2 separate regions of the Mus musculus genome follow, and region 2 is linked to region 1. A link is a contact called in public HiChIP or PLAC-seq data. All regions are on one chromosome and are shown on one strand. The core of a region is the stretch at or near the end of the contact, and the rest is flanking DNA. Distances in the headings are between cores, read along the strand shown. Region 1 holds the start of Hes1 (hes family bHLH transcription factor 1). Region 2 holds the start of Fam43a (family with sequence similarity 43, member A).

What was found. HiChIP or PLAC-seq counts read pairs in DNA pulled down with a chosen protein or histone mark.
Region 2: an HNF4G HiChIP or PLAC-seq map of pancreatic cancer cells shows a contact between it and region 1. The contact joins the promoter of Fam43a here to the promoter of Hes1 in region 1.

The regions. Positions count from the first base shown.
Region 1 is chr16:30,063,505-30,067,410 of GRCm38.p6, reverse strand. Hes1 (hes family bHLH transcription factor 1) reads right to left here and starts at 2,054. Exons shown (of 4, transcript NM_008235.2): 1 at 1,713-2,054; 2 at 1,485-1,580; 3 at 1,161-1,248; 4 at 1-539. The coding sequence starts at 1,820.
Region 2 is chr16:30,597,778-30,601,683 of GRCm38.p6, reverse strand. Fam43a (family with sequence similarity 43, member A) reads right to left here and starts at 1,961. Exons shown (of 1, transcript NM_177632.3): 1 at 1-1,961. The coding sequence starts at 1,084.

The DNA.
Region 1 (3,906 bases), core at 805-3,304:
CCACATGGAGTCCGAAGTGAGCGAGGAGCCACTGGAAGGTGACACTGCGTTAGGACCCACCGAGGTCCCACTGTTGCTGGTGTAGACCGGGATGACCGGGCCGCTGTGAGCGAAGGCCCCGTTGGGGATGAGAAAGGCAAATTGGCCGTCAGGAGCCGGCACCACTTGGAAGCCGCCAAAAACCTTGGCAGCCTCTCCAGCCTGGCTGCCCAACTTGCAGGGTGCGCTGCCGGGAGGGGGCGCCGCGCCCCCGGGGATGGGCACAAGCGGCGGCGGCGGCGGCGCGAATGGCGCGTGCTGGGGACCGGCAGGTCCTGACGGGGGCGGCGGCGGCGGCGCCTGCAAGGCGGGGTGCGCCTGCCCGGGGTAGGTCATGGCGTTGATCTGGGTCATGCAGTTGGCCAGGTGGCCCAGCAGCCGAGTGCGCACCTCGGTGTTAACGCCCTCACACGTGGACAGGAAGCGGGTCACCTCGTTCATGCACTCGCTGAAGCCGGCGCGGTATTTCCCCAACACGCTCGGGTCTGTGCTGAGCGCGGCTGCAGGCCAGAAGGAGAAAAGATGGGTCACCGAAAAGCCCTGGCCCCGGAGCCATACAGCCTCCCGCCCTGGGAGGTCCCCGCAGCGCGCCTCCGGAACCACCTGGGGTTGGGAGGGTTGGGTAGGCTAAGAACAGCCAGCTCCTTCTCCCTAGGTTGGGGACATAAGCCAGGACACTCCCTCCATCTAAACCGATCTCAGCTCCAGATCTGCCACCCCTAGTCCCGCGCGCGACCTGACCTTGGACAATGCCACCCAAGGCGCCTTCCAAACCCCACTTCCCCTCCTGCGGCAGGGGTTGGACCGGTGCTAAACCACTGACCCCTACCTTCTATCCAGCCCCAAACTTCCTCAGTCTTACGTCCTTTCGCCCTCACCGGCTTCTACCACAGCCAAGCTGCCCACCACCCTTCTCGGCTACAGCCTCTCCCTCCATTTCCGGAGCAGTAACAACTTGGGAGCTGTGGCTATAAATAAGACCCAGACCGTGGGAACGCGGAGTGAGCCAAGGCAGTAAAATGTAGCTGAATGCCTCTCACAACCGCGGGCGGAAGTCTGGAAGAAATCACCGCGGGCCGAGAGGGACACCCGCAGAGAGGGGACGCACGCGCGGTCCTTACCGGTCATCTGCGCCCGCTGCAGGTTCCGGAGGTGCTTCACAGTCATTTCCAGAATGTCTGCCTTCTCTAGCTTGGAATGCCGGGAGCTCTGCGCAGAAAAAACAAGGGATGAAAGTCAGTCCTCCTTGTCAGCTGCCTCCGAGTTCTGAAGGTCCCCGCCCGCATGTCCCACATCCCAGGGCCCGGCGGCCTCTCTCCCGCCAGTGGGAACGTAGTGCTGGCGGGGTAAGATCCACATGCAGCAGGCTAAGAGCTTAGTTCTTTGTGCCTGGGAAATGCCATTCCATTCGTAATTAAAAATAAAAAAAAGCATTGCTCACTTACATCTTTCTTAAGTGCATCCAAAATCAGTGTTTTCAGTTGGCTTAGACTTTCATTTATTCTTGCCCTTCGCCTCTTCTCCATGATAGGCTTTGATGACTGCAAAGGGGGAGAAAAGAGGTCCTGAGTTCCCACGGGATCTGCCATTTCACCCCGAGGTTTTAAGAGAAAAGTAAAAGGAGTCCCGCTGTGCACAACCCACTTAATTTCTAGACGCAGGTACTGTCTTACCTTTCTGTGCTCAGAGGCCGTCTTTGGTTTGTCCGGTGTCGTGTTGACACTGGCTGGGGTAGCAGCCACCGGGGAGGAGGAATTTTTCTCCATTATATCAGCTGGCATTTTCGTTTTTTTTTTTTTTTTCTTCTCAGTCCCCAGAGAATTTTATTTTTGGAATCCTTCACGCAAAAAAAAAATAATTTTTTTTTGCTTACGTCCTTTTACTTGACTTTCATAAGAAAAACTACTGAGCAGTTGAAGGTTTATTATGTCTTAGGGCTACTTAGTGATCGGTAGCACTATTCCAGGACCAAGGAGAGAGGTAGACAGGGGATTCCGCTGTTATCAGCACCAGCTCCAGATCCTGTGTGATCCGCAGGCCCTGGCGGCCTCTATATATATCTGGGACTGCACGCGAACGGCTCGTGTGAAACTTCCCAAACTTTCTTTCCCACAGTAACTTTCAGCCAATGGGAGGAAGAGACACGCGGCACCGCTCGTGGACTGCGCCCCCCCATTGGCCGCTAGGCACAAGGTCTGGCGGCCAATGGCGCGCGCCTGAGCCCGGGGCACCGGAGGCTACAACGTCAATCAAAAGGATTTTAACCCTTTGCTAACTCTTTCCTCTGGGCTTTGCTTAGTTTTAGTCTAGTCTATTTCTTTTGTGGCCAGGCCTTTGGTTTTTATTGTTCTTGCTGCATGCAATATAACTACTTTGTATAATAAGTTCATTTGAAAAATATTTTGAACAGATATAGGCCAAGACAAAATTTAGTGATTGAAAAAAGGAGGGAACAAGGTAAAGAGGATGTGTTACTCTAATGTCTTCCGGAATTCCCGCTCGAACTCTGTATGTTTAGGGGAGTCAAAACTGCTCATGAGGTTGGGGAGATACTAAACCCCACACGCTAAACATGCCCTTACCGTCCCCCCAAATGCCTTCACAGCCAGGGTTTTCGGAGCAAGGTGTCTTTTGGATGCTTGTCTCCCTCTAGCCCATTCATTCCTCTCTTGGAATTGCAACCTTGGACCTCACGCTTCTCCAGAAAACAATCAGAATAATTTCCTACTGGGCAGAAAGGAAATGGAATTTCAAACGAAAAAAAAAATGAACAAGGGGGGCTTTGATAGCAATGCGACAGGAGGGGCGCGCTCGTTCCTCCGCCACTCTCTCTACCTTTCTCCCCGCAGGCTCCCAGTTGGCAATACGGATAGACGGCGGGCAAGGGAGTCGGGGCTCTCCCCTCCTCACCCCGCGGGCGGCCAAGGCGGCCTCGGCGCCCCGCGCGCGAGCCCTTTAAGAGCTCCACCAGCCGAGCTGCAGTTTGACATCAGCCGGCCGGCGAGGGCGCGCCTGGAGTCGGAGCACGTGCCAGGATGTTTTATTGCCGCCGCGGCTGCGGCCGGGGCCCAGAGGATGTGTGTGTGTGCGTGCGTGTGTGAGTGTGTGTGCGCGCGCCCCGGGGGCAGGGAGGCGGGGGCCGGCGGCGGCCGGCCGGGAGGGAGCGGGGGCCGCCTCTGGTCCCCGGGAGAAGCCAAGAAGGTAAATAGCAGCTGCTGTGCTCGAGCCTGGGAAAACCCCGCCCCCTGCGCCTGGCCAGGGCTCATTGGCGCGCGCTGCGTGTGGGGTGTGTGCGTGCGTCCGTGTGTCCGGGGCCCCCTCCTCCGGCCCGGGCGAGCCAGGAATCCGCGGGGGCGGCGGCCCGAAAGCTGAGCCCCCGCGCTGGCCTCCCTTCCCCCGCCCCGGCCAAGGTCAATCCTTCCGGGCAGGGAGCGCACGCCCAAGGGTGGCGATCGGGGAATTCGTGGGCCCCCTTCCCCGTCCCCACCCCCCATCGCCACCCCCCACCCCCAGCCCGCCGGGACTCCGGGCTTGGGGATCTGAGCGTGGCCGAAACCACCCGGGTGACTGCGGCGGGGGAGGGGTCCGGGCGCCCGCCGCGGTCACGAGATGCCTGACCGCACTTAGGAAGCGGCCGGGTCAGCCTCCTGCCTCCGCTCGGCGGCTTGCGGTTCCAGCGGCTTCGCTGCCGCCCGCCCCTTCCCCGGGTCCCTCGCTGCGTCCAGGAGGCTGCCGGCGGACGGCTGGGAAGAGACGGGCGGCTGCGTGCTGCCGGCTGGCCGGGGCTGCGCGCCGGGAGTCGCCGCCGCCGCCGGGTGCCACGTGGCGGGCGCCGGGCCGGGAGCGCCAGGGCTCTGGCGGCGGCCT
Region 2 (3,906 bases), core at 712-3,211, 530 kb before region 1:
CCAGGTCACTAATAAGCTGTGACAGTTGGGCCTTCATGTCTGAGGCACAGACTGACAGAGGAAGTGATGTCCCCGAGCTGGGGCCCAGCGAGACCCCGCCGTCCCCCAACGCCTCCTCGTGGCCATTTTCCAGCGGGTCCAGCAAGTCCTCACATTCCAACTGCATGGCCACCACCAGCGCCCTCTGCGCCTCAGCCTCTTCCTCTGCTGGATCCCCATCCCCCACACCGTCCTCTTCTTCCTCCTCCTCCAGGCAGTCCTCCAGATGCTCCTCTTCTTCCTCCTGCAGCTCCTCCTCTTGCTGTTCCCCAAGCAGGTCCTCGGTGATGGAGCCCAGCTTGGGAGCGCTGCGGCTGCGCTCCACTGGCGGCTTGTAGCAGCAAGGTCCGTGCAAGAGCAGCTTGCGCAGCGGCACTAGTGGGATGGTGTGTGCGCCCACCAACTCCTGCTGCTGGTGACGCGCATCATCCCGCCGCTTGAGACGTTTAAACTCTGCCAGAGCGTTGGCTGATGTCTGGTAAAGCAGCAGAGCCATGGCCTGAGCCTTCTCCGGCTTGGACACCAGCACCGCGTGGCAGCGTAGCATTACCGCCTTGTGCTTCAGCTCATGCCGGTATACCCAGGCGAAGACTTTGGGTAGCCGCGCGTCTGCCACACAGTAGGTGACGCGGTGCAGCAGGTAGAGGTGGCCGGGACGTCGCAGCGCTCGCTCCTCGGCATGCACCATGCGGATGCCTTGCGCACTCACGGTCAGCTTCATCTTAGTCCCTTGACGGCCGGCCTCACTCTTGCTCCAGATCTTGCCCACCGCTAGGTCAGTGCAACCGTCCCCGCGCGCCTGGATGGTGGTGGCATTCCCCAGGTAGAGCACAGTGTAAGTGGGGTCCTCGCTGGTGATGTGCAGCTTCTTGCGCTTGGAGCGGAACATGCTGCCCACCCGGCTGAGCGCGCCTTCCGGGCAGGCTCTCGCCAAGGAGCTGAGCGCGGAGTAGTGCAGGCTCACAGCGTAGCCCTTAGGCTTGGACGCCTGCCGCGGCGGCGCCTCGGCCAGCAGCTCGAACTTGTGCTTCTTCCACGGCAGCATCTCCGGAGGACGCCCGGGAGTGGCTGGGGCGGCGGTGGCCGAGCGCGGGGTGAGAGCCCCGCAGGGCCACCAACCCAGGCTACGCTTGGCCCGGGCAAGCTCGAAAAATAAAACTCAGGCTGGGAGGACCTCCGGGGCAGGGAGATGGAGGCAGGAGAGGCCAGATAGTGCTTGGGAACCCCGCAGGGACTGGGGTAGGATATTAGAAAAAAATATTCAGGAAAGAGAGAGAGAGAGAGAGAGAGAGAGAGAGAGAGAGAGAGAAGCCTAGATGAGGAGGACCAGGACAAAAGTCTCAAACAAGCAACAAAATAAGAGAGCGGAGCGGAAAATATTTTAGAAAAAGGCCAAATGAGTGCGTACAAATAAATAAAGGTGGGCGGCTCGGCCAAAGCAACCGGGATGGTGAGAGAAATAAGCTGGAACTCTTCTTCAGCGAACGTGACACACACACAAGTCTTGGGCCAGGGCCAGGAGCCGCGGAAACTACAGCAGTGCGCCCAGGGGCCGGTGCTCCCCACCCCCAGTGGGTGCAGAAGAGGGCGAGCCCCTTGGCTGGACTGGTCCCTGAATAAGCAGCTTGCCCCAAGTGTGGTCCGAGAGGTCTGGCTGGCCGCGGCGGGCCAAGCACAGCGGTCCCGCAGCTCACTGCATCCTCGCTCCGAGGGGACGCCGGAGACTCGCGCTCGGCCGTCTCGGCCAAGGTAGCGCGGGGTTCGGAGGGCAGGACGCGCACATCGTCCGCTCCGGGGACTGCCGCTACCTCATTGCTTCCCTCCGGGGGTGTCCGGCTCCGCTTCGGGGTTCTCGGCGATCTGCAGCGCGCCCTCTGTGGTCGTGCGCGCGGTAGCCGACTTGCTCGCTTCACATCATTGCCGTCCGGGAGGAAGATCTCGGGTTAATATAGGCCGGCACGAACCATTCACCGCGCGGACAGGGGAGGAGCACAGGAGAGGATCCCTTTAGGGCTGCGACGCCGGACGCAGTTCTGGTCTCTTAAAGGGACCAGGTTGCAGGCACTGGTCGAGAGAAGGGAAGACTAGTCCACTTAGGCAACCACGTTCCAAATTTACCAGCATCTCTTTTAGCTATAGAAACCAAAAGACCTGGAGTTACCCGATAGATAGCAAGAGGAACTTAAACTTTGACACTCCACCCTAGGCTAAATTGCAACTCGCTGAATAAGTCTACGTCTAGATCGAAACTTCTGGAGGAGGCGGTGGAAGTTGAGCTTGTAGGCTCTGGGGAAAATTGCGTAGTATTTTGTCGTTGTGGTGACTGTTGTTGTGTTCCTTCTGTGACAACTTCAAGAGAATTTGCAGGTTCTGTTTACTATTATTCTTTAATAATCATCTATTAAGGAAAATAAAGAGCCAGGCGGTGGTGGCGCACACCTTTAATCCCAGCACTTGGGAGGCAGAGGCAGGCGGATTTCTGAGTTCGAGACCAGCCTGGTCTACAGAGTGAGTTCCAGGAGAGCCAGGGCTACACAGAGAAACTGGGGGGGGGGGGGGGGGGAATCAGGAGGGGGGGGCAAACTATAAGAGAATCAATTTTTTGCCTGTTACTCTTCTCCTGGTGCCATTTATCCGCCGGTGAGCAGCAAGCAGGTAGTGGAAAGTTCGTGGTTAAGATGACTGCCATGAACAATATTGAACACAGTAGTGAATGGTCCCTAAGTTACTTGCTTCCAGTTTCCACCCCCGACCCAAACTGCCACAGACCCTCAGAGTAAGGCACTTTTTCGAGACATATGAAGTTTCTAAGTAAGGCTGTGCTGCTGTTTGTAGAGCCATCACTGATGCAATTTGGGTGACAATGCTTAGTAAAAACTCAGATGATACTTTTCATACTCTTTTTTCACGAGCTAACTGGACAACGTGGGGTTTGTTTGTTCCCCTTTATTTTCCCTCCCCTGAGACAGGATCTGGTTACCTCGATCAGGCTCTACGCACATTTGGATCCTCTTGTCTCCGTCTCCACATTGTGGCATGCACCACCATGTCTAGCTCTAGACAAGATACCCTCACTCGCCGGCTTGCCCCTCTGAACCCTCCACAACCTTCTGGACACCCAGGGGCCAACCAGTAAAAGCTAAACGACTTCTATTTGATGAATGAGACATCCGAGCAAACATATATATATATATATATATATATATATATATATATATATATTTTTTTTTTTTTTTTTTTTGCTGGGTTAACTTCAGCCAGAAAAGCCCAAAGTCCTATGAGAATCTGGGAAAAGAGAAAAGAGAGTTCCCAGTGACTAAGAAAATTAAAGAGGATCCAGGGAGCAAGCGATGTTTGAAAGATGATTTCCCCAAGTGGGAGGGGGATTGGAGGGCTCTCTGAGAGCAGAGGATGATGCAATGCCAAGATTAAAATGCAGACACTTGTATGAGATTCGACAGAGTCAGTGATAACAATAAAGAAATGTTTCCCCATCAAAGAAATGTCCTATAATGGATTTAAAACCCTCTCTCTCTGTAGGAAGAAATGGCCTTTTCCTGACTGGCCGTTAACGAGGGTCCTAGTGCCCAACTTGCCAGCTGTGTGGGTGGGCTAAGGCGGGGGGGGGGGGGGGAATACCAGACACCAGGATGGAACAAACCAGAATTATAATAATCCATCATGCCAACATTGATGTTTCTTTTCTGCCAAAGGGACTGCAATATTGTGCGTATTTGTGTGTGCACACAATAGAAATTATTGTTCAATGCCAATAATGACAACTTGCAAATTCGAAAGAACAAAATATTCTGGGGAAAGCATGCCAACTTAGCCTTCAGCTGAGTGATCCTCTATAATCCCCAACTC